Linked DNA regions of Sus scrofa: regions 2, 3, 4 and 5 are each linked to region 1. The links are chromatin contacts, called in public Hi-C, HiChIP or PLAC-seq and promoter capture Hi-C maps. All regions are on one chromosome and are shown on one strand. Each heading gives the region's core, a stretch centred on a gene start, on an enhancer-like site or on the middle of the called end of the contact. The rest is flanking DNA. Distances are from core to core; before and after follow the strand shown. Region 1 holds the start of RMND5A (protein RMD5 homolog A). Region 2 holds the start of MRPL35 (39S ribosomal protein L35, mitochondrial). Region 3 holds the start of REEP1 (receptor expression-enhancing protein 1). Region 4 holds the start of THNSL2 (threonine synthase-like 2). Region 5 holds the start of KDM3A (lysine-specific demethylase 3A).

Region 1 (4,887 bases), core at 1,493-3,992:
GTAGAGGTAAGAGATAAAGGCAGGTTAAGAGAAGCAATTGCAATCTTGGAAACATGTCAAAGGTACTAAGAAGGTGAGGAATGTAGAAGCTTGAAAGCCTCATTTAAGACATTAGGGGAGTTTCCTCATGGCTCAGTGGTTAAGGATCCAGTGTTGTCAGTGCTGTGGCTCTGGATATAGCTGTGGCATGGGTTTGATCTCAGGCCTGGGAACTTCTGCATGCTGAGGTTTGGGGAAAAAAAAAAAGACATTAAGTAATGAGACTCATTAGAACACGTGGAGGGTGAATGGAAAAGGGAGTGAGATAATTTGTATCCCTAGAGATACCGATGAGGACAAAATCCTGGGAAGCACCAATAATTCAGTTGAAGGCAACTGACTTGGTAAAGGGATCTTGAGAAGGATGTAGTTTGCACTGGAAACAGGTTACTGGAGTCAAGGAATCTAATGGAGAAAAAGTTATCAAGAATCCTACAGGTAAGTGAAAGCTGAGGAAGAATCAGTGGTAGAGGAACATGGGAGAGTTAAGATAATGCCAACAAAACCGAGTCAAGAGGAGGAGTCAGTTTGGGAAAGGAAATATGGATTCTGTTTTTGAGGAACTGACTGGAGGTAGGAGTCCTCTGAATAATGATGTCTTGCTAGTTGGGGGGAGGAATGTGAAACTAGTTTATGAGACAGATCAGGGCTAGAGAGAAGCAATTTGAATGTGTTCTCCAAGGACAGCAGGTAAAGAGAAAAGAGAACGTTGAGGACAGAACCTGGGGCAAATACCGATCCACAAAGGTGGCTAAATGAGAAAAGAGCCAGGAGGGGAGAAGGGGTGACTGAACCATACCGTGGCAATGCCCTGGAGGTCAAGGAAGAATTTTAAAGTTGTGATGGTGGGTCACAACTTTCAAATGTAGCAGTGAGGTCAAGGGGAAAAAAAAAAAGACAGAAAAGGATGACAGAGCTTATCAAGAAGATCCTTGGAGAAACAGGAGGAACAAGAGTGGAGGATTTTTTCGGGCAGCCTGGCCATGAAAAGACTGAGCAGAAAAGGGAAACAGCCTAAGGAGGGTTGAATGAAGGCTCTCCCCACATCCTCAGGTCAGCTGGCCACTTAAAAAGGGAGAAGGCACGCCTTTTCTGTTGGGTACTTGACAACAGTTCATAAAATGGATACAACAGATGGACACACTTTGAGAAGGGTGACAGAAGGTGCTGGAGTTGAATGTTTTTTACCTTCTCAGTGAAGGAGGAATCAGGGCCACCTGTCAAGGGAGAGAGGAGAAAGGAAAACAGGTTAGGTGGGGAAGAGAAAGGCCATGTGTAAGAGCAACAGTGCGGCTGCCCTTGAGTATCACGGAGAACTAAATAAAACGACTAGGTAGGTGCTGGACCAACGTGATTCCATGATTTTTAAGTTGCCATCTCATATTTACTCCTGGGAACTGACACTAGTAGCAACCACCACTGTTTATCATGTAGTTATCATGTGCTACTGGGTGTTTACCTAAATTATCTTCATTTTCCTAACAATAGATCGAAGTATTATTAGTTCTAATTATTACCAAACTATAAAAAGAGACACTGAGGCTCAAAAAGGTTTTACCTTAATAATAATAATAATAAAAAGACCAGGTACTATGTTGCCAATCACTGTTCTGGGCACAGAAAACAGAGGCCAGGGGGCTGCCTTAGCGCTTTATTGAAGGAGTGCAGACAGAAAAGTGAATGAAAATAACTGAAACAGATAACAAGTGGTGAGAAAATAGTAAAACGGCTATGATTGACCATAATAAATATGGTGTAGTAATGGAGGAGGGAATGTGGTCAGGGGGGGACCCTCTGTGGTACAAGTGAGCCGAAAATTTTAGGATGACACGATGGAAGAGTTTTCTAGTCCAAAGAAAGGCTAAGTACAGAGGTCCTGAGGCAAGCATCAACTTGGCTTCTAGGAGGAACGCTAAGCTAAGGTCGGGGCAGTCACAGCTTAGTGAGCAAGTAGGTACAGGCCAAGGTAGGAGGCGCCATGGCAAGTCAGGGGAAGGATTCACGCGAAGGGGGTAACTCCATCGGAAGCAATGGAATAACGAGCCGAAGAGGCAGGAGCCAGGCTGCCCCGAGGTCCGACGCAAGTTTCCCTTCCGTGATGCTGCCCCCGGGGTGAGGCAACCCGTCAGGAGAGTCCCAGGGGCCAAAGGGCCGAGGCCCGCGGGGGTGGGGGTGGAGGTGTAAGGCTTGTGACCTCCCGGTGTAGCGAGAATCGAGGCAGGATCGCGGGCCACGCCCGGCCAACAAGCAGCCCCCTTCTCCCACCTCAGAATCCCCCTCTTCTTATTCCAGTTAGCGACCCCCGCCCGCAGCACCACCCACTCCGCTCGGCCTGGCTGGATTTTTCCTCGGGGCGGCGAGTCTGCTTTCCAAAACTTGGAGAAGACAGTACCCTCAGGAATGACAGGGAGATGAAATAACTCAGGGCTGGGGCGAAGTCCTATGGGAAATAGGCCTTTTTATTTCTGCCTTGTTTTCCCTCACGGCTTTCCAGAAACGACTTGCTTCCCAGGATGCTCTCCAAATCACCCCCTCCAACAGCGAGACTATTGGTTTGGCCTCTAGTCCCAGATTGGCTGAAGGATTAGGCCTCGGCCAGGGATTGGAGGACGTTCGTTCCTTACGTATTCTCGGCGCTTATTGGTTCGTTTTCTCCGTTTCTGGGCGGAGTGGTGACGGGCGGTTTCCACCCTCTTGTTTACGGAGCGCGTAGTTGTAGCGCTCTCGGAGCTCTGGGGCTGGCTCCAAAGTTCCCTATTTAGCTCCTCGGCCCAATTGGATCTTTGCTCCGCCCTCTCCCGCTCCCTTGCACGCCTCCCGCGTGGTAGGGCCCACACCTTTAGAGCGGCGGCGCGAGCGGACGCTCGTCACGTTCCTCCGCCCGCGCTCGCCGGCCGCCTCCCCCCGCCACGAGCGTGCGCTTGGTACGGCCCCCGCCGCCTCCATCCCTCGCTGGGGTGGCTGCCCCCCCTCGGGTCGGCGGCGCTTGGTGCCGCCCGGGAGAACCAGGTCATCGGTCGGTTCCCGTGAAAACAAAAACAATCGGCGGCGCCGCGTCGGACAGCGAACGCGGCGAGCGGGGGCTCGGGGCCGGGTGGGAAGAACGAGCGGGAGCAGCGGCGACGCGCCGGGGTCGGGGCGCCATGGGGCAGGCGGGCGCGGGCTGCGCGGAGCTCCCTCGGCGCCGGGGCTAGCGCGTCCGCCTCTTCAGTCTCCCGTGCCGCCCGCTTGGGGGACGAGGAGCAGGACGCGGCCTCGGCCGGGCCCGGGCCGAACGGCTGCGGACACCCGGGCGCTGGGCAGCCGAGCGCCGCTGCCGCCACCGCCTCCGGGATGGATCAGTGCGTGACGGTGGAGCGCGAGCTGGAGAAGGTGCTGCACAAGTTCTCGGGCTACGGGCAGCTGTGCGAGCGCGGCCTGGAGGAGCTTATCGACTACACGGGCGGCCTCAAGCACGAGATCCTGCAGAGCCACGGTAGGGCGGCCCGGGTGGGCGCGCGGGGCCAGGCCTCGGCGGGCCAGGAAGGGTGGCCTCCGGGGGCCTCGGCTCCTCCTTCCCTGCGGCCCTTTTGGCTTTTTCCTGCTTCTCTCTCCGGTTTTGTCTCCAACTTACCCCGACCTCGTTGTTAATTAAGAGTGAGCCCGAACCCACCCGGAAAACCAATTCTGAAGCCTGGGGCTCCAGCCCAGGTTAAACGGGGGTGGGGCCGTCCGTCGCACCTGCAAACTGCCGCCCTCCCGGGCTGGGCTCCCCTGGTCAGTTGCCTTGGGCATAAGGCTCTGGGTAAACAGAGAGTCAGTGCAGGGAGCCCCCTCTTTCTTCTCTGCCCCAAACTCTTAGCGCAGAGACTTACTTTTCTCGTCTTTCCTTTTCTTTCTTTTTCTTTTTTTTTTTAAATTAGAAAGTTGAGTGTTATTCTTAGCTGTGGGTTAACAGAACAGCCGCTTCTGCAACTCCATAATTTAACTCTGTGTGGAAGCAGTTTTTCTTTAATTCGGCAGCGGCACTGACTTGATTGCTAGGAAACTAGCTGAACCAAACTGTTCAGCTCTCCTCCTGGAGCCAGTGATGAGACGGAGGAACTCTCCAGAAACACATTGTGGCACAAGTTGGTAGTTAACTTGCTTACCTGGTCAAGTTTTTAACTTGTTTTCCTTTCAGAAAACAGATTTTCTATAGTAGGTGTTTTTCCTATATGGTTACTGCCTAGACCCTGGGGGCAGATACTTTGCCAAAGTTTAATTTGTGGAAGCTGCTTGGGAAGGGTTTGTTTTTTTTTGTTTTTTAAATAACATTCAACGTCTGATGTTTGAATTTAAATATCCACAGTGGTGATTCCTTCTGAGCCAGAAGTAAAGGACTTTATGTGATGGATTTATTGAAGAGCTGTTCGGAGGCCTTTTCAACTTGGAGGCAGAACAGAATTTTTTTGAAAAGGAAGGTTTGGGGGGATGTGTAGACCTGGCAGGTGAGGTTGAGGAGAGTGGTCCTAGTTGAGCCTCTCTCCACCGCTCCTTCTTTCTTGCACACCTTCCTTTCCCAGACTGCTTTATCCTGAGAGTTAGTGCTTCTGAAGGGGAAGTAGACCTAGAGTGGGGTGGGACTCTGGGGAGGTGCTGGTGAACTTGGTTTTGGACAAGTGAGAAGCTGAAGGGCTAATGAAGATTGAGTCAAGAGCTCAGTGATATTTTCTGGTGGCTGAAGATACATAGGTGGAGTTTGGGAGGAGGTAAGGTCTAGGGTGGTTTCCTGGTGTCCTTTCTGCGGGAGAGGGAAGGAGAGCCCTTAGGCCACAGGGAGGAAAGACTTTAGGATCTAAGCATAGCCTTGAAGCGTGGAAGGCCAGG
Region 2 (4,887 bases), core at 1,644-4,143, 480 kb before region 1:
AAAACTATGGAGATAGTAAAAAGAATGGTGGGTGCCAGGCGGAGGGGTAGGCAAGTGACAAACAGACGGAGCACAGAGGATTTTTAGGACAGTGGAAAATACTCTGTATGATACAAGATGATGGATAAATGATTCGCCCATGTTGTCATACATTTGTCTAAAAGAATGAATGTGCAACATCAAAGGTGAATGCTGGGATTCCCACCATGGCACAGTAGGTTAAGGATTGGTGTTGCAACAGCTCTGGATGCAGCTGCAGCTCAGATTCGATCCCCGGCCTGGGAACTTCCACATGCCATGGGTGCAGCCAAAAAAAAGGTGGGAGGGGGAATGCTAATGTCAACTATGGACATCAGAGAATCATATGGTAGTGTATGTTCATCGATTGTAAAAATTTAACACTCTACTGAGGGGTGTTAATACTGGGAAGGCTATACATGTGTGGGGACACAGGATATGTGGTAAATTCCCTCCATTTTGCTAAAACTGCTCTAAAAAAATAAGGTCTTAATTTAAGAGAGAGAAAGAGCTAGGGAGAGGGGGAGAAGGGGGAAGAGAGTTCCTTGGGATACTTGGGTTCCCAGGGGTACAAGAAAAAGCAGACTCAACAAAGGAAAATGAAAAAGATGAAGGGTAACCTGGGACCCAAGATACTACATGAGAAAAGGGAAAAGAGCGAAAAGAGTTTCACAAAATAACACATCAAACACCATGGAATGAACGAGAAGATAAGAATAAACCAATGAATTTTACAAGACAGAAATTTTAGGAAGGTAAGAAATCTTGGTTGTAGGCTAGAAATGGATTCATATTTTAGTAGTAAGTTTTGACCAGTTTTCTTCTAATTTCCTAAATGGAATCCCATTAAGTTTTTAGAAAATATTTTGATAAAGGCAAGGAAGGAAAAAGTAATTTTGGACTTTACTGCAGACAGTGACAATGTAACCTGAGGGCAAAATAATGAAGAGAGTGCCATGAAAGGAGGGCTCCAGAGACAAACTTCTACAGTCCCGCCCCAAAAGGCAGCTCTGCATCCTGCCCCCTCCTAGCCCAACTGGGGCATCACAACAGGGCCAGACTCTCATATGGCCGCCATGATCTCTGCCCCCTGCAGTTAAGCCCATGATCCGAGGTTGTATGGCAAAAGGAGTATCAGAGATATAATTCAGGTTACTAATCAGATGACCTGAATTTAATCAGAAGGGGGTGATCCAGGTGGGCCTGGCCTAATCCTATAAACCCTTTAAATCTGGGTCTGAGGGGGAGTTCCCATCGTGGCTCAGTGGAAAGAAATCTAACTAGTATCCATGAGGACGCAGGTTCGATGCCGGGCCTTGCTCAGTGGGTTAAGGATCCAGTGTTACCATGATCTGTGGTGTAGGTTGCAGATGCAGCTTGCTGCAGCTCCGAATTAAACCCACTTAAACCCCGGAGGTGTGGGGTGGGAGGGAACAAAGACTTGAGCCCTACAACCACAACAAACTACAATTCTGCCAACAAACTACAAGAGCTTGGAAGAGAACCCTTAGCTCCAAATGAGAACCACAGTGGGGACAATACCATAGCAGAGAACCCCATTCATGTCCAGAAACGGTTTTGTTTTAAGCTGCTCAATATGTGGCATTTGTTATATAGCAATAGAAAACCAACACACACCCCACTTTCCTATGGAAGAGGCTGCTTCTCTTACCCTTAAAATGAAAGGGAAATAAGAAAACTTGAAAGAAAAAATTAAGTTTGATTTTTATGATTTCTAACTCACTATGTCTAGGGATTTTGCTCAATTGCATGAGTCACAGTACCTGTTTTGCAACATCACATTTTGCCAAAATACCAATTTTCTTTAATTGTGAGCAGTGGGAATAGGTTTACCTTTTTTATTTTTAATTTTAGCAAATTACTTTGACAATCATGCAGAAATAAAAGGAACTGGGTTTCTAACCTCCTTGAATGTGTGCCAAAGTTGTCCCAGCACCTGGAGACACAGGCTAATCTCAGAAATGAGCACAAGGTCATGTCGCCTAACCTTCCTTGAGCACCAAGAGTTCGAGCTCCATAAACTACAACCTTTCATTTTTGTTCAGAGAACGAAGAGCTCAAGAGGTGTTCTCAGCTACAAAAAGAAGGGCAATCCCTCCTCCGTGATAATTACAACCTTGACCCCTAAAACGCGGACTCCAGCAGTCCAAGAACGGCCTTACTAAGATGCAATAAGACAAGGCTGTGCGTATCCTGCTGGGAAGTGTAGTTTTTCCCTGTCGACCTTCAACCACCGACTGTGCGAAACCTATCACGCGCCCAACCGGCGACCCGAGCGCCAGTAGCCTCGATTGGTCCTAGACTGGGGCAGCGCAGGGCTGATTGGATGGCACGTCCCCTAGGCCGTGCCTCCCGTCCTATGCCCGCCTCCCCGCCACCTTCTCCTCATGCCCCATCCCGCTCAGCAATAACCCTCAAGTCATCCCAGTCTGGCAAACTCCCGAATTAACTGCTTCACGGGCCCACCCGACACTCTCGCGATAAAGGCGGCCCTGAGACACGCCTTTGTCCCCGGGCCTAGGCAGAGACAAAGCCTCCCCCACTTTCAGTAGGTTGCCCGTCACCACACACTCTCTTCCGGCGCCCTGATCCTTACCTGGGCGGTGGAGGTCACGCCGGATAAATGACAGGCCCGCAGCATCTCGGCGCGGCGGACGGCGCTGCGGGTCTAAGTGAGAGCAGGGGCGGCGGCGGCGCGAGAAGGGGAGACCGTGCGCGCGCGCAAGCGTGCTTGCGTCCGTGCCGCCTGTCCGCGCCCTGCGTACCGGAAGGGCAGCCACCGCCACTGCGCATGCGCAACCTCCTGTTGCCCCTGTCCAAGCCCCTCCGAGAGGCTGGGCTCTGTCGGGACGGAAAGGGCGCTTTCTCTTTCCGGGTTGCGCTTCGGGTTCTGGTCTGTAGCGGGAAGCCCAGGGTACTAGGTGAACTGAACCGGTTGGAGGACGTCGGAAACTGGGGCTTCGGTTCCTGCGAAAACTGAGCAGGTGTGATTCTTCGGAGAATTCTAGCAGGAAAGTGGCTCAGCCTTTTCCGTCGGCTGGATATTTCGTAGAAAGGAATGGATTTGCCCAAAGTTACGTAAACGACGGTAGTGTCTCGGTTTCCGCGTTTGTTTTGTTTGACAGTCCTTCAGGGAGTCATGCTTTTGAGAGGCTGGGTGAGAGAACACTGAGGAGACCTTTGTGCAAAATTATTTGTTCATGTATCTAATAAATAGCAGAGAAGGGATAGGGACCCTGATTCTTCAGGTTCCACAGTCTCTACTCCTTCCATATTAAACCACACTGCTTTCTCCACCAAGTTTGTATTTTAAAAAGATAATTTTGGCCACAATCTGTGAGATGAAGTCAGTGCAGAAACACTGTTCAAAGCATTCCACCGATTCTGTAATCACGGAAACATATGTTAAATATTGAACACTATTCAATACTATTAGTACTAGTAATGATCTTATCACAATATCATAGAAACTAAATAACTTATCTATTGCGTGTGTAAGGTACTTCAAGTCTTAACTAGATAGTTCATTGTAGTTCTCCCTAGCGGTAGACAACGCTACTGAATCCCATTTGTAAAGAAGTGACTTTGAAAATTATCTAAGGAGTTCCCGTTGGGGCGCAGCGGAAACGAATCCAACTAGGAACCATGAGGTTGCGGGTTCAATTCCTGGCCTCAGTGGGTTCAGGATCCGGCGTTGCTGTGAGCTGCGGTGTAGATCACAGACTGGGATCTGGCGTTGGTATGGCTCTGGTAGCTACAGCTCCCATTAGACCCTTAGCCTGGGAACCTCCATATGCCACCAATGCAGCCCTAAAAGTCCAAAAAACAGAAAAATAAAATTATCTAAAATCAAATGATTACTTATGTTTGTATAGGTTTACTGCTTTTCCGAATAATTTTGTAATTACATTATACTTGATATTTCACATTGCCATCACTTAGCCTCAAGAGCAGTCGCCCACTTTTTTTTTTTTTTAGTAATTTTAACAATTAAACGGCAGCCCTGCCAGCCCATCCCTGCCCACTGCTCTCATGCTAGCTGACGCCAGTGTGATGACTTTTCTAACACCTTGGCCATAAACCTCTCAATGTCAATGAACATCTCCTCCAGCCATGTATGGCACAGCGTTGGGCCTCAATATCATTAGCAACTTTTCCATCTTCAAGATTTCAAACTCCAAAATTAATTTCTATAGTTTTTGTCATTTAATAAAGTCCTTAATCCCCATCTTCATGTGCAATTTATGACTTTTTTTTTTTTTGCTTTAAAATGGACTGTCCTCAGGAGTTGCTGTCATGGCTCAGTGGTTAATGAATCTCACTAGCATCCTTGAGGATGCAGGTTTGATCCCTGGTCTTGCTCAGTGGGTTAAGGATTCGGCGTTGCCATTAGCTGAGGTGTAGGTTGAAGATGTGGCTCAGATCACACGTTGCTGTGGCTGTGGCGTAGGCTGGTGGCTACAGCTCTGATTCGCCCCCTAGCCTGGGAACTTCCATATGCAGCTCTAAAAAGCAGAAGAAAAAAAAAAGAATCTGACTAGTATCCGTGAGGATGCAGTTTCAATCCCTGGCCTCACTCAATGGGCTGAAGGATTCAGCGTTGCCACGCTGTGGTGTAGATCCTAGACTCGGCTGGATTTGGTGTTGCTGTGGCTGTGACATAGGCTGGCAGCTGCAGCTCTGATTGGACCCCTAGCCCCATATGGTGCAGGTGTGGCCCTAAAAAAAAAAAAAAAAAAAAAAAAAAATTTAAACAATGCCACTCTTCTCACTAATTTTTTGAAATAGTTATTTTTCATAAAAATATGTTTGTATTAACATGGAAAAGGTTTATAATTGTTATTTTAT
Region 3 (4,887 bases), core at 1,346-3,845, 340 kb before region 1:
GTCTCCCAGAGAACAGAAGGAGGGGACTCTCATGGCTTTAATGCCTTCTGCGGTGCTTGGCAATTTAGGTAGGTATCATGCATCTTTGAAATCTCTGCGACAGTAAGATGAGGTTACCTAGTGCTTGCAAACTAGAATCTCTTGTGATATGAGTTGTGAACTGGGATCTGTTGGCAAGAGGCGAAATTGGGACTTGAACCAAGGTTTTTCAGACTCCAAACATGGTATTTCTTCTCTTTGCTGAGAGGTTTGCGGAAATTTGGGCTGAATCGATAACTTCCTCAAATGGTAAATAGAAACATATGGGCATGTATCCTGAGGGAAAAATGCCTTGATGAATATACCTCTCCAAATTATCATTAACTATTTCTGTACAGTAATAACGTGGATGAGTTTCAGTCTATTGATCTATAGTTTCTAATTTTCCTCTAATGAACGGGTATTATTTATAGGAAACAGGTACTGCTTATTAAAGTGGTTTTAACCATTTGCAACAGACACATCCAAGTTGGGCTTCTCTACAGAATTAGGGATTGAGGGGTAAGTCATATCTCTGACCTTTTGTGGGAATAACAACCACAAATTCCACAAACTCTCCCTTGGAGCAGAGAGTCCTGGGCTGACCTGAGGGGCAGTCCTCATGGTCATTTAAATTCTCTAAAGCTTCACTTCTCAGGAGTGTGGTTGTTTTAAAAATTAACAGCAAGTCCCTAAGACCCCCCCGCCCAAATATATGCCTCTCCTCTCCACCCGCCTCAGTGGTTTAGCATACAGGGGGAGGGTGCTAATACATTTAAAGGCGGTTCCATGGACTCCAGACCAGAAACCATCACTCCCCAGTGTTCTAGCCCCAGCCCAGCAGGACCTATAAAGAGTGAGCCTTCCAGACTGGTCAACTCAACGCTCTGGTCCCACCCTGAGCAGTGCCTGACCCCACCCCAGAAGCCACCTGCATGTATGAAGATCACAGCACTACTTCAGGAGGAAAAAAAAAAAAAAAATACCACCCTGAAGGCAAGACGAGCCTTGGTCGGGCATGAGGTGGGGCAAGGCGTGCCAGCCGCTTCCCTGGGTAATTCAAGCCAGCTCTGCCCGCAGAAATCTTCTAAATATTTAACATGCCACCTCTAGGTACAGCACAACACCCCCCACCACCACTCAGCAGGCAGCAACAGCTGTGGAGAGGCCCTCCTGGAATGAATGACTTGGGGGCTGAGAGGCACACACACTGTCTTTGAGAGGAAAAGTCCAGAACGGTGACCAGGAGACAATGCTGAGAATGACTTCAGAAGCCCTGCCTCTGACTGCTTCTTTGAAAATCAGGACAGAAGGGTAGGAGATGGAAGACGTTCCACAACGTGGGCAGTGATGCTGCACAATCAAGCAGAGTCGGGAGCCCCTCTTTCTTAGACAAAGAAAAAGCCCCAGTCGCACTCCCTGGCCCCTCTCCCCTGATCAGTTTCAGCCCGTCTCCCCTAGCAGGTGGCAAATCTGTCCCCACTCAGGCGAGAATGGCTTGGGAAGGAGAGGCACTGTAAGAGATGGCCCTGTCTCCCTCCAAAGGAGAACAAATCCAGGAGGGGAGGAGCTCTGCAAAGGTCTACTCAGCTCTGGGGCTTGGACAGAGCAAAACGCCCCCCACGCCCACCCGCAATGACTTCACACAGGCCTCGCCCCGGATGACTCTGCGCTCTCCCGCAACGCCTGGGAGATGTCATCCCCACGGTCAGGGTGGCCGTCTGTCACTCGGAAATTTCCCGTGAATTCCTGGAGATGCCTGTCCCTCTCTCTCCTTCAATCCCCATCCCCGTCAAAGGACTTAGATAAGGGGACGCGAGGCAGCTACCCCAAGATTCGCACATGTCCTCCTCCGCCCCTCTCGCCTTGCCGCTGTCAATTTAAGAAACCTAAAAAGGAGTATTTTTTTCGCCCCCTTAGGAGCCCCGCCTCCGGCTCTCCGCCCTTCTCGGCGCCGACCCCTCTAGGCAGAGCCCCAGGCTCTTCTGGGCTCCGTCGTTTTCACCTGACAAAAGCGCGGTGGCGGGGCGCGGCGACGGGCGACCCCAAACCAACATTTCCCCCCAAGGAGAGGGACGCTGGTCCCCGCGGCTCGCCCACTCGGGCCCTCGCGGCCGAGCGCACCCAGCGGGGGAACAAAGCGGCCCCCGGCGGAGCCCCGTGCGCCCCAGCCCTCGCTGCCTCCGCCCGCCGGTCCCCCGCTCCCGGGCCGGGCCCCGCAAGGCAGCAGCCGCGTCCTGCGCCGCCCGCTCGCCGGCGCCCTCGGCAGCTACTGTACCTGCTAAATTTAGCGGCCGCCGGGTATTAATAGCCGGAGCCACCAGGGCCGGCGCTGCAGGGGCGCGCGCAGCCCCGGGGGCCGGGGGCGGAGAAGGGGGTAAGGAAGGAAGGGACGCGGGGAAGAAGGCCACTTACACCACCAGCCTGGAGATGATCCATGCCACCATGGCGGGGGGCGAGCGGGCGGGCGCGGCCGGGCTCGGCTGCGGGCGGCTGCGGCGCTTCGGGCACGTCCGTCAGCGCACGGCCGCCGCCGCCAGACTGAACGCGCCCGCCGCCCTGCCCGGCGCTCGCGCGTCGGCGCAGCCGCGGCACGTTCCGGCGGCAGCGGCGGCGGCGGCCCCAGCCCCCCGGGGCACCGCGGGCCGGCGGCGATTGGGCAGCGAGCAGGTTGGGCACCGGCCGGCCCCGCCCCGCCCCGCTGGCCCCAGGCCCCCAGCTAAATTGGGGTGGTTCCTCTGCGCCCCCCGGCACATCCGCCGCTCACAGGGGACCCTGAGGTGGCCCAATTGGCAGGGCAGAGACCCGGGGGCTGCCCCATCCTCTGTGTTCCAGCGGGGAAACTGAGGACTGGCCCTTAGGAATTTGTCTCCACCTGTTCTGATGGGCATAGTCCCTCGCTGGATTCTGCACTAGCCTCATAAGGGATTTCTTGTATCCAGATCTGACCCCTCCAGAACTAACCCACAAGGCATTATCTGCATAAGAAACAAATCTGGGCCCGCGTCTCCCCTAGTTAAAATTCTGAAGGTCCCTACGTGACCTGATCCCTGCCTACACACAAGCTCTTTGCCACCTCCACGCCCCAAATATCCCTCTAGCCCTTTTCACTTTAAGCATTTGGGGCTTAGACAAGTGTCCCCTCTCCACTGTTCATACACTGTATTCCTAGCCTCCTTCTTCGAGGCTCAGATTTATTAACTAAGGAGAGCCCTTCCTAGAGGACTCCTCCAGCTTTTCTGTTTGGAAGTGTCTCAGGGGCATGATTTGGCCGGAAGGAAGCTAGAAGCTATAATTGTATAACGCTGGGGCCATTTTGGAGCCTTAGGCAAAAGGGGAAATGCGCACCTTCTACGTGGGTTTTTTTTTAAATTGCATTAAATATGATTTATCTTGATTACTGCATTTGTGGCACGCCCTTCAGTTTCACCACTGAGGAGAGTGCCTCACCCTCCTCACCCTAGCCCTGGCCTTTATTACATAAGGGCTGCCTGATATGTTGTTCCCTTGTTCTTGAAAAATCTTTTTCCACTCCTTCTGGCCTCAGCTGCCTCCTTCCTCACTGCCACCATGATGCCCTCTTAGAGCGCTATCCTCCTTTGCTGATGCTTATGTATAATTCAGTGTCAGATGCAAGAAGCACAGGAAAGAGCTAGCATGAAGCCTCCTTTAAAGAAACCCTGGCCAAGACAGCTAGCTTCCTGGGAGAGGCAAGGAGACCTCAGACCTTGCAGAAAGAGGCCGAGACTATATCTTCAGAGGAAGTAGAGAGATAGTTTGTGATACAAGTGGAAGAAAGACCTTGCCCACAATAAGGACACTGCAGTTGAGACATAACCTATGAGTGGTCTCCAAAGAACCTATAAAATCCCTGTAATTCAGTTTTGTTTCTCTCTCTTTTTTTTTAATGCTGTCTTGACCAGTTTTGAGGCCCAGGCTAGGGAGCAGTCAGTTCCCCTTCGTACACAGCCCCTTAAGTTCACACCCCACCAACTGCCTTATCAGGAGCTCACACAGGCCACCATATACCCAGCTTATCACCCCAGGGCCAGTTATCAGACAGCTGGGGACAGCTCCTCTGCCCTCAAGCCCACTAAATTACTCAAATTAGCCAATCCTGAACCTGCCTATCCTCCCTTGCTTTTTCCTTCCCCTAAACTGTAGTTCCCCTCTGCCCCTTTGCCTTGTTTACCCCTGTGTTGACAGTGTTTACCAGGCATGCTGTGTTTACTTGGCTTGTTTACCACCCAGGGAGCTGTGATTGTAGCAGAACTGTAACACTTGCTGCTTTCTTTCTCTTGATCTGTTGTTCAGCCTCACCATAACTTCCTCAAGGTAAGATGGTTAAAATGATACCCCACAGACAGAACCTTGGGATACCTAGGCAGATCTGGACAGTACCAAGCAAATAGGATGCTTCTAAGACCTCCCCCACCCCCAGGTCCAAAATGCTGTTAGTGATGGTGGGAGGGAAGCAAGGCGAGGTGGCGGGGGTGCGGGGGGGGTTTTCAAAGAAATCCTTTTGGTGGGAAATGAGAGAAGCTGATCCCATGCCATTTCTCTCTGGAGATGCCCCCTTATTCTTATAAATGGAATCCTCAGGTTTGACTACTGCACACACCTGGACATTTAAATGAATGAAGTGAGACTATTCATGGAATTAAAATGTCTGGAGGGAGTTCCCATTGTGGCTCAGTGGTTAGCGAACCCAACTAGCATCCATGAGGACTCAGGTTGGATCCCCGGCCTCGCTTAGTGGGTTAGGGATCTGGCATTGCTGTGAGCTGTGGTGTAGGTTGAAGACACGGCTCAGATGCTGCATTACTGTGGCTGTGGCATAGGCTGGCAGCTGGGAAACTCCATATGTAC
Region 4 (4,887 bases), core at 915-3,414, 280 kb after region 1:
TCCTTTCGCCCCTCCCTTCTTCCCAAGCCGCTTTCTTCCGCCCTCCGCCTCGGTGCGGGGCGGCCCTGCTCCTCCAACCGGAAGCCTGGACGCTGCCGGGAGCGTCCTGCGCTCCGGCCCGAGCGGGGCGGTCCCGCCGCGCTCTATCCGCCTCCCAGGCCGCGCCTCGCCGTCCCCAGAGCCTGGGACCCGGTAACCGCGCCCATTCCCAGCCCCGCAGACCTCCTACCCTGCTGCCCAGCCAGCCGATTCCGGGAAGGGGGTTGGGGTTCCCCAGCGGTCGAACCTCCTGCGGGCGCGCGCCTGCCCCGAGTCCCCTCCCAGGTCCCCTCTCGGCGATCGCGTCGCCCTCCCCGCGCTCGTAGTTAGACTTCAGGGCTCTGGAACTTCTCGCGATTTCGCTCCACCCTGACTTCAGCGTGGCCGAGTCGGCCTCCCTGCCCTCTAGTTTGCTTCGACCTCTAGTTTGGCCGCTGCGACGTGGAGGAGCCTGGGAGGGTTGGGGGTTTCGGATGCTTTGCACCTTTTGCAGGATCTCTGCTGTTCTCTCAGGGCCCCGCGCTGAGAAGTCTGCGGGCGTTTTTTGAGGCTGGGAGTAAGGCCTTGTCCCGCAGATCTTGCCTAAGGCCAGGCCAACCGGAGGACCAGTGCCCAGTGACCTTAGGCCGGACTCCGAGGGCCTGCCGGGCTTCCACCCTAGGGGCGCAGTCTGCAGTCAGTGATCAGTCCAACCCACCTTGGGGGTTTAAGCCTCCGCCCTGCCTCCACCCCTGCTCAGAAAAATCACCTCCTCAAGGAGCCCTTCCTGAAATGTGCCCCTGCCTTGGGGTGGTGTCTCTTTTCCCTTGTTTTTTTCTCTAGGTTTAGTGGTCAGAGTTTTTTGGATCCTGCTCCACTCTGGAACAGGGTCCAGTGGAGTGGCATGGGAAAATTATAAAACCTCCTTCAACAGAGGCCACTTAGTCCCACCCCATGCAGCACTCCAACCAGGGTGCTTGATTTTCTTCCTCGGCTTCACCCCATCCTGTTGTTATCTGGGTTCTCGGCTGACCTTAGTCAATAGAAATGAGAGGCCAGGCCAGAAACTCAGGCAAGGCTGTATGGGGCCCCTGCTGCTGCGCATGGAGCAAAAAGCAAGCAACAGGTTTCCCCGAGGAAGGGCGGGAGCTGATTCCTTGTATGGGGCTTGGATAGAGGCAGGTCCAGGAGTCCAGCCACAGGGGTGGTTTGGGTGGGATTGTGTGCAGGGGACATGCCTGCTTTTGCCCCAACACCCTGCCTTTGCTCTGGGCTTTTCAGAAATGGCAGCTGGGTTTTTAGGGGGGTTTTTTTGTATCTTTTTGCCGGTAATTTGATCCAACTGCTGGCAGGTACAGTTACTTTCAGTCCCTTATAGTTTCTTTGTATTTTGTTGTTCCAGGAGATGTTTGACCAGGTGCAAAAGCACTGTAGCAAAGGGTCCCAGGTCCCAGGTCCCAGCTTGTGTCACTGGGGCAGCTGCTTCTACTTCTGGCTTCTCTATTTGGTTTACCTAACACTGAACCCAGCAGTGTATGTCACGTAGTTTTTCCCATTCTGGCTCCTTGGGGTCCTTGGACAGAACAGGGGCTACCATTCCTGGGGAAGACAGCCACCTGTGTGTTGGTCAGTCCAGTTCTTTCTGTGATGGTTGCAGAGCCTGGTGTCAGGCCCTCTCTTTTGTTCCTGGGCCAGTTTATCCACCTCCTCCTTGGCGTGGGGAGGAGCCCAGAACAGAGCCCAGTGCCCCAGGTGTGATGTGATCCACTGTCCCCCCACTCCTCAGGGCAGAGAGTTCTGCAGATGTTTTCTTTGGCTCTTGCTCAGAGCCCTGCCTGCCTTTGCTCCTGCCCTCATGTCCGACTCAACTTCTTTGACAACACAATTGTCTTCTTTCCTTTGGTCTGGCTGCAGAGGTGGCCCGGCAGGATCGCCCCCTGGTTACTCCAAGGTCTTGGGCAGTTCATATTGGCTCTGACCCTTGCCACAGAGTTACAGAGAGCCCTCTCTTGGAGTTCCCCTCGTGGCACAGCAGAAACCAGTCTGACTAGGAACCATGAGGTTGTGGGTTCAATCCCTGGCCTCGATCAATGGGTTAAGGATCCAGCATTGCTGTGAGCTGTGGTGTAGGTCGCAGACTCGGCTCGGATCTGGCGTGGCTGTGGTATAGTCCAGCAGCTGTAGCTTCTGATTCGACCCCTAGCCTGGGAACCTCCATATGTCGAGGGTGCGTCCCTAAAAGGAAAGATAGTCCTCCCTTTGTTGAAGGCACTGCTAGCCCCCTGCCCTCCTGCCTTGGTTCTGTTTTGGGCTTTCCTTGCTTACTCCCTGCAGTTGGCTTGGGAGTTACCCTGATTCCATTTCTGTGGTGTGGACCCCTATGCAAGGTGATATTTCCAATTTGGCCTGAGACAGTTCTGGTTTATCCCCATTGTCCCAGTATGTGTGTGTGTGTGTACATACATACATACATATACATATACATACATACACACATACATATATGTGTGTGTATATATATATGTGTGTGTGTGTGTGTGTGTATGCCACAGGTGTGGCATATGTGAGTTCCCAGGCTAGGGGTCGAATCAGAGCTGCAGTTTCCGGCCTATACCACAGCCACAGCAATGCCAGATCTGAGCAGCATCTGCAACCTACACCACAGCTCATGGCAATGCTGGATCCTTAACCCACTGAGTGGGGCCAGAGATGGAACCTGCATCCTCATGGATCCTAGCTGGGTTTGTTACCACTGAGCCAAAATGAGAATTCCCCAGCATAATTATTAATAATATCTACTTTCACTTTCCAAAGATCCATGGTATGGACAATTCAACTTGTCTCTGTAAGCTAAATGCACTTGTAGGCTTGGGAGTGGCAAGTGGCTCATGTGGATTTGCACTGGGCTCAGAGGCATCAGATCCGCAGTCTAGGAAACCAGAGTTCTTCCAGGTCACTGCCACATAGTCACTTCCCTTTCTCATAGGTGGAAGGCTTCAGGTGGCTTTGTCCCCAGAGAGCAGGGGTTCCCTGCTGGCCCTGGCACAGAAATGAGTCCAAGCTGGTGCTGAGAGCTATGTCTAGCCAGATTCATCCCCAGAAGTGCTATGGGGATTTATAATCAGAATTCACAAGAATTCCCATCGTGGCTCAGTGGAAATGAACCCGACTAGCATCCATGAAGATGGAGGTTCAATCCCTGGCCTCATTTAGTGGGTTAAGGATCCAGCATTGACCTGAGCTGTGGTGTAGGTCACAGACGCAGCTCAATCCCTCATTGCTGTGGCTGTGGTTTAGACTGGCAACTGTCGCTCCAATTCAACCCCTAGCCTGGACCTCCATATGCTGCAGGTGCAGCCCTAAAAAGACAAAAAAAGAAAAGAAAGAATTCACAGCCATGATCCAGAGCTCAACCCAGCTCCTCAGCACGGCCCTTGGCTCCTGGGAACCTAACCGATGAAATGCGTGACCAGAGTTATGCCTGAGGTGCCCTTGGACCCCATCTCCCTCCATGCTAATCAGAATTCTGAGTCCACATGGGGCCAGTTAGCTATGGCCAGATTAATAGTACTGCATCAGCCATTGAACTATTCTTCTCATGTTACGCTGAGACATAGGGCACCATTTTTTTCTTAACTCAATGAATTTTATTACATTTAAAGTTGTACAATGATCATCACAACCCAATAGGGCACTGGTTTTCAACTGGGATGACCAACTATACTAGTTTGCCTGGGACTGAGTGGTTTCCTGGGACTGGGGACTTTAAGGGTTTTCTTCTTCTTCTTTTTGGCCGCACCCAAGGCATATGAAATTTCCCAGGGCAGGGACTGAATCTGAGCTGCAGCTGAGACCTACAACACGCTGCAGTAATGCCAATCCACAGCACTGGGCTGGGGATCAAACCAGAGACTTGAGATCCTTAACCCACTATGTCATAGTAGGAACTCTCTCTGGGGACTTTAAATTTTAAAACTAGGAAAGTTCCAAGCAACCTGGGATAAGTTGGCTACACAGTTGTTAATCCTTGCTGCACATTAGATCCATCCAAGGAGCCTTGTGTAGAGATTTCAATTTAATTGATCCAGGTGGGGCCCCAAGGTAGGGGTATTTTTTTCCCCAAGTTGATTCCAACAAACTACCAGCATGGAGAACCATTAGGTTATAGGTAACATTGCTAAAAATCCATTGAAGGTAATGATTTGTTTGAGCAGAAGTGGACACAGGTATCTCAGAAGGGTGCATAATCGAGTGTGTAGTCCTCTCCTTATCGAGAGGAGTATCAAAATGGCACTTGCCTTATCATTGCTATTATTTTTCCCCACCCCAGGGACTTCTTCGTCATCAGTGGGGACCAAGCTTTCTCCTTTCCCAGCATGTTCCATTACGCCTTCTTTTGAGGTAGTAGTTCAGTGGAATTGCCTCCTTTTGATGGGTGAGGTCATGATTTGTACAGTTTCAGATGAAGCTGGCGTGAGATCTTACTACATGACCCAGGGGCTTCAAGTACTTCAGCTTTGCCCCCTAGGTTACCAAGCTTGGAGGTCAGGTGCCTCTGGGACTGTTCCCTCTGCAGGTCTCCAGGATCATGTGGTACGTCAGCACTCGGGGGATGGCCCCTCGGGTCGACTTTGAGGGGGCGCTCTTCTCTGGCTATGCCCCGGACGGGGGCCTCTACATGCCTGAGGAACTCCCACAGCTGGGCGGGGAGACCTTGCGCCAGTGGAGTGGGCTCTCCTACGCTGGCCTGGTGAAGGCGCTGTGCAGCCTCTTCATTGGCCCGGAGCTTATTCCAAAGGATGACTTAAACGGTGAGCAGCTCCTACGTCTCTCCTCTCCCACCTTACTCTTCGGTCAGCACCACCCCCC
Region 5 (4,887 bases), core at 845-3,344, 260 kb before region 1:
CCACTGAGTGAGGCTGGGCTCGAACCCACATCCTCATGGATCCTAGTTGGGTTAGTTTCTGCTGAGCCACAATAGGAACTCCCTTGCTCATATTTTATATAAGAATTTCTCACCTCTATTTATAATGTGATTAAGCTATAGCTTTCCTTTATTGCACTCTCCTGGTTAAGATTTGATAATAAAAGGTTTGCAAGTTTTATAAAATGCATAGAATATCTATCTTTCCTAAATTCTGGAACTGTGAATATAACATAGGCATTATGTGTCATTTGAAGTTTAATAGAACTTTTTCCTATTATTTTTCAAATTAATAATTATGTAATCTAAGTCCTCCATACCCTCACCTATTTTAAAAATCTGAAATGCCTGTTTCTAGGGTAGATGTATTTATATCTTCTACTCTTATTACAAATTGTCAAGATGTTTTCATAAGTTTACTCTTAGCTTAGGCTAGGCTATGTTCCTATGCTCCCAGAGTCATAATAATTCAAGAGTCTGTATTATGTTTGTGGGATTTACCCTTTATTGACATAAAATCCTTTTCTCTTTGATGCTTTTGCTTTCAGCCATATTAACAGTGCTATTTTGTTTTCCTTCAATTACCATTAGATTAGAAACTCTTTCACCCAGTATTTTCAAGTTTTCTGTGTTTTTGGAGTTCACTTGAGGTCAATTTATAGGATTTTGTTTTCAATCCAGTGTGTCTTTTTAAGTTCTGAGCAAAATTAACCCACTTATATTTATTGTAAATACTGATATTTAGACTTCTCTAGTTTTTTTTTTCTATTTACCACATTCTGTCTTAAGTTTTATTTGTTTTTTTCTCTATCCCATTCTGACCTATGTTAGACCAATAGGTTTTCTTTGTTCCATTTCCTCCCTTTTGAATGGTCTGCAAATTGCAATCCAAATTAATTCTTCAGTGTTTATTCTTAATTAAAATTTTAATTTAATGTCATCTGTTCAGAACATAGAAGTTTAAAGCCAACACGGAGTTAACTTGCATCTATAATCTCACAAATAGGTTTCTGAACTTTTTCTGATTCTCAGTTTTCACACTTGTAAAATTGGTAGCTTGAGTTCTTCACTTAATTTTAATCATGATTAAATGTGATGCCATGTCAAGCACCAGCCTTTATAAAATAAGAGAACTTCAATTCCTTTATTCCATTTTTTTCTTTATTCAACCAAAAAACTTGAGGTCCAAAAGACATAATCACCTCTCAACTCCTTTGTCCTTCAAAGTCACTTCCTCTTCACATCTCTTACACCATTATGACCTTGATCTAGTCCTTCAATTTCTTTGTAGGTCTCAGAATATCTTCCCATCCTCCCTTTACATTAAAAAAAAAAATCCATTTCGCATTCTACTGATGTCCTCTTTTGCTCTAGATTTAATTAACGTCATTTCCCAATGACTCCATGCCTTTCTTCATTTTTCCTTCAAAATGGCGGACTTTAGACTTTCCATGATGAACACCACGTGCGCCTGCGCCTCCCGCGGCCATTTCACCCAGCAGCCCAAGCTCCAGCCTCTGCTCAGCAAAGCGCCTGCGCACCAGCCTCCAGAGCGCTGTCGCTCCTCCCTCTAGCTGAGTACGCTTGAAACCGCACGTTCCCGTCCCTTCCCTCCCCCGCTGACTCTGCACCGCCCTCACCCTTTTCCTGTGAGATTCTTCCGCCAAGTGGAATGCCTATCTTCGGTCGACAGCCTACGCACTTGAAAAGCAATCCAATAGGCACTTACAGCTCTGGGCTTCGCCATTCAGTCTTATCTGTGCACCACTGTAATTTCCCTCTGGGTCCTAAAGTTGATAGCCGATTTCGCGGGACTTTTTTGTATCCTGTGAGGCAACAAATGGAAAGAATGGCTGTGGCGGAGGGATCCCTCACTTACGCTTGGTGTACTTTAACCTAATGGGGGTCGTCCGGGAGTCGGAAGGGGGAGGGGAAAGGGAGGAGGCAGCCAAGGAATTGTTTTTTTCTCTCGCCCCGCCCTCCCTAGGACGGCCAATGGCGATGGGCTCTTTCCCCACGAGTCTCGCCCAGCTCCTTGGGCCCAGCCAATGAGCGGTGGAAGCGGCTCCAAGGGGGCGGGCCCGGGAGGCTGTGCGTGTCTTGTGAGAGCTCTTGAACCAAGTCAGAGCTAGAGTCGGCTGGGCGGCTGGAAACGGCGGCCGCCGCCGGTGACTCAGGGAGGCGGGAGGCGGGGTAAGCGCGCCGCGGCCTCGGCTGAGGGGAGCGGAGGAAGAAAGGTGAAGGCGCCAAGCCCGCGGCCCCGCCGCCCCCGCGCCTCGGCGCAGGCCGGGGGTCGGGGGCTGGGAAGCGGGTGTCGGGGCGGGGCGGCGGGGCAAGTGCGGAACCGCGGGCTCGCCCCTCCCGCGGGGCCGCCCGGGGCGGGGACCCGACCGCCCGCCCGGGACGGGCCCTCTGCTTCGGGGCCTTTTCTTTTCCGGGGTGAGGGGCGAACACTTTCAAATTCACTTAAGCTGCAAATGATTTTCCCTTCACTCTGTCTGCGTTTAGGTTTAAGGTTTAGGAAAAGCGAAACTTGGGAGAGCGAGGGTCACGCGGCGCTTGGGCCCGTGTTTGCGGTGGGGGAGGGATCGGGGGCGGGGAGGACGCGGGTGGAGAGATCGGCTGCGGGATCCTCAGTCGCACCCGCGGTTGCCTGGGGTCCCGTCCTCCGAGCGGGGTTAGAACCCTTCCCTCCGCTCCGGCCTCCCCCCACCGCGCTCTCTTCCCGGCCTCCCTCCCACCGGCCGCCCCCGTTGCATTTTGTTTTTGTGTTTTTGCAGGGAGGAGCCCTTCCTGCAGCGTGGAAATCATGGTGCTCACGCTTGGAGAAAGTTGGCCAGTATTGGTGGGGAAGCGATTCCTCAGTCTGTCCGCTGCCGACGGCAGCGAAGGCGGCCACGACAGCTGGGACGTGGAGCGCGTCGCCGAGTGGCCCTGGCTCTCCGGGACCATTCGAGCTGTCTCCCACACCGACGTTACCAAGAAGGATCTGAAGGTAAAACGGCTCCCGGGCCTCGGCTGGCGGCCGTTTCCTAGTTACCTAGGTAACGAGACAGCCGGCACCCCCCCCCCCTTTTCTGAAAAGGCGACCAGAAAGTTGGCATCTGATCTGAAGGTGCAGGCAACTAGACCTTGAAAGTCTTTCAAATGGTGTGTAGAGCGAGGTGTGCTTGGCCTAGAGTTGCCTATGTTTAATAATGGGCTTAGGGTTGCTCAGACATGCTTAGTTTTTGCCCGAGCTGTGCCTCATTAGGGCTGTACGATTATTTCTCCAAAGGCGGAGTGGTGTTGTAAAGATGAAGTTGGGCAAGTGGGTGACGTTTGGAGTCATTAAGGACTGAGCGCTCCTGCTTGGAAGCGCTTTCGGTTGGGTTTCTTGTTTGTTCCCCCTAATTTCTTCACCCAACTTATTCAACTTTCAGACTTGTTAGAAAAGAAGTGTGAGAGTAGAGGGAGGAGCTTAGATCTATTAGGGTGGGTATTTGTCCGTATATGGTGGGTCAGGGCTGGAGTGGGTTCCTGGTTGTCTCTGATGAGTCTGTGGGTGGGTGTGGGATATGCCCATATATGGAGGGTCGGGGTGGAGCTGCCCCTTATATGGTGTTTTGGAGGAATGGCTTCAAAGTATTCCATTTGGGTGTTTGAGGGGAAGGAGAGAAATGGGAACAAGTGCGGCCAGTGTGATTTTTAATCACAGTGACACGCAGAACCTTGCACAGTTCTTTTCAAAAAGAGATGACTTCTGATCATACTCCCTAATAGAAGTATTGCTGTGAAAGTGTTGTCTGGAAACTACCAGTGAGGAAGCCATTGTACCAACAAAGACTCCTTTGTGCAGAAATAACTGAAAAACGGTCCCCAACAAACACTCCAAAGTGGTGATAACTTGAAGGGAGCTTGCCAGAACAGAGGAGCTTGCCATTCCTGGGTAATGGATATGTTTCAGTATCACTTGGTCATTATCTTCAATTTTTCTTGAAAACTGCTCAAATAAGGAAAGTAAGTTTTTGCGCTGGTACTTGAACATGCTGACTTCTGAAACACTGTTCACTTGAACGCTTTTGAGGTGACAGTGCATGCCCCAACCAGTATTAGTCTGCAAAGGGTTGTAGGAAAGGGATGGGTGGTGATGTGTTTGTAAAGCTTCTATAGTGTGCTTTATCATCTAGTTGAAAAGGAAAGACCGTTGAATGTTTAACCATATGCCAGGCATCATGCTGAACACTTCAGAGCTGTGCTCTTATTTAATCCTTACAGTTCTTTGGGGATAGTTACTTATGGTCCCAGTTTTACAGAGAGAAGTCCTGGGGATGGGGGAGATCATCTTCCCCAGGTCACATACCGAGGAATTGGCATAGCCTAGGTTCTAATCCAGAAAGTTTTGACCCTTGAGCCCTCCCTCTTAATTGTCATGCTCCCTGATCAAAGGCTTTGCCACCAAAGGTGTCCTGTCCTACACTGTGAAGTTTGGTTTCATTCCTAGCAAGCTGGATTTTGATACTGACAGAATGTAGTGTGGCACAAGGATGGCCAACCTATTTGCTTTAGGCTAATACCCTTTCTCAATAAAATGGGCTTTGTGTACTAGGTTTCAGTCATAGTTCTTGTGGTTTATTTCACTTGTCAAGTAAAATTTTCTCTAGTGTGCTTGTTTTTATCTGACTTTATTGTAAACAAAATTAAGCTTTATAGTCTTTAGTTCTTTGGCAGATGATGAGAGACTAGGTGTTCCCTTCCCGGACAGTGATTGTGGACCTGTTGGATTAGGGAGGCAGTCTAGGAGGTCCTTTATGTGTATTCTTTTTAATCTCCACATCTCCCCCACCTCCAGCCTTTGAAGTGGTGGTGATATCTTCATTTTCAGAATGA

The links. Promoter capture Hi-C pulls out the DNA fragments that hold promoters and counts their contacts. Hi-C and Micro-C count contacts between places; a contact is called where the count stands out from the background. HiChIP or PLAC-seq counts read pairs in DNA pulled down with a chosen protein or histone mark.
Region 2: a contact with region 1 is called in a promoter capture Hi-C map of liver, with 5 times the contacts expected there. The contact joins the promoter of MRPL35 here to the promoter of RMND5A in region 1. A contact is called at or near these places in 2 of 5 promoter capture datasets (fetal liver and liver), 1 of 47 Hi-C or Micro-C datasets (liver) and 1 of 2 datasets of contacts at active chromatin or transcription factors (alveolar macrophages).
Region 3: an H3K27ac HiChIP or PLAC-seq map of alveolar macrophages shows a contact between it and region 1. The contact joins the promoter of REEP1 here to the promoter of RMND5A in region 1. A contact is called at or near these places in 1 of 5 promoter capture datasets (fetal liver) and 1 of 2 datasets of contacts at active chromatin or transcription factors (alveolar macrophages).
Region 4: a contact with region 1 is called in a Hi-C map of skeletal muscle, with 5 times the contacts expected there. The contact joins the promoter of THNSL2 here to the promoter of RMND5A in region 1. A contact is called at or near these places in 1 of 5 promoter capture datasets (liver) and 1 of 47 Hi-C or Micro-C datasets (skeletal muscle).
Region 5: a promoter capture Hi-C map of fetal liver shows a contact between it and region 1, with 3 times the contacts expected there. The contact joins the promoter of KDM3A here to the promoter of RMND5A in region 1. A contact is called at or near these places in 2 of 5 promoter capture datasets (fetal liver and liver), 10 of 47 Hi-C or Micro-C datasets (alveolar macrophages, blood, heart right ventricle and 4 more) and 1 of 2 datasets of contacts at active chromatin or transcription factors (alveolar macrophages).

What each region holds. Positions count from the first base shown.
Region 1 is chr3:58,094,707-58,099,593 of Sscrofa11.1, reverse strand. It overlaps RMND5A (protein RMD5 homolog A), which reads left to right and starts at 2,742. Exons shown (of 9, transcript XM_021087278.1): 1 at 2,742-3,514. The coding sequence starts at 3,373. It overlaps LOC110259986 (a long non-coding RNA gene), which reads right to left and starts at 2,609. Exons shown (of 4, transcript XR_002342541.1): 1 at 2,432-2,609; 2 at 1,228-1,256.
Region 2 is chr3:58,573,116-58,578,002 of Sscrofa11.1, reverse strand. MRPL35 (39S ribosomal protein L35, mitochondrial) reads left to right here and starts at 2,893. Exons shown (of 5, transcript XM_003124936.4): 1 at 2,893-3,023. It overlaps IMMT (MICOS complex subunit MIC60), which reads right to left and starts at 2,828. Exons shown (of 13, transcript XM_021087287.1): 1 at 2,636-2,828. The coding sequence starts at 2,680.
Region 3 is chr3:58,434,034-58,438,920 of Sscrofa11.1, reverse strand. REEP1 (receptor expression-enhancing protein 1) reads right to left here and starts at 2,595. Exons shown (of 12, transcript XR_002342544.1): 1 at 2,434-2,595.
Region 4 is chr3:57,818,573-57,823,459 of Sscrofa11.1, reverse strand. It overlaps THNSL2 (threonine synthase-like 2), which reads left to right and starts at 2,164. Exons shown (of 11, transcript XM_021087277.1): 1 at 2,164-4,419; 2 at 4,595-4,829. The coding sequence starts at 4,216.
Region 5 is chr3:58,352,207-58,357,093 of Sscrofa11.1, reverse strand. KDM3A (lysine-specific demethylase 3A) reads left to right here and starts at 2,094. Exons shown (of 26, transcript XM_003124935.6): 1 at 2,094-2,211; 2 at 2,799-3,013. The coding sequence starts at 2,828.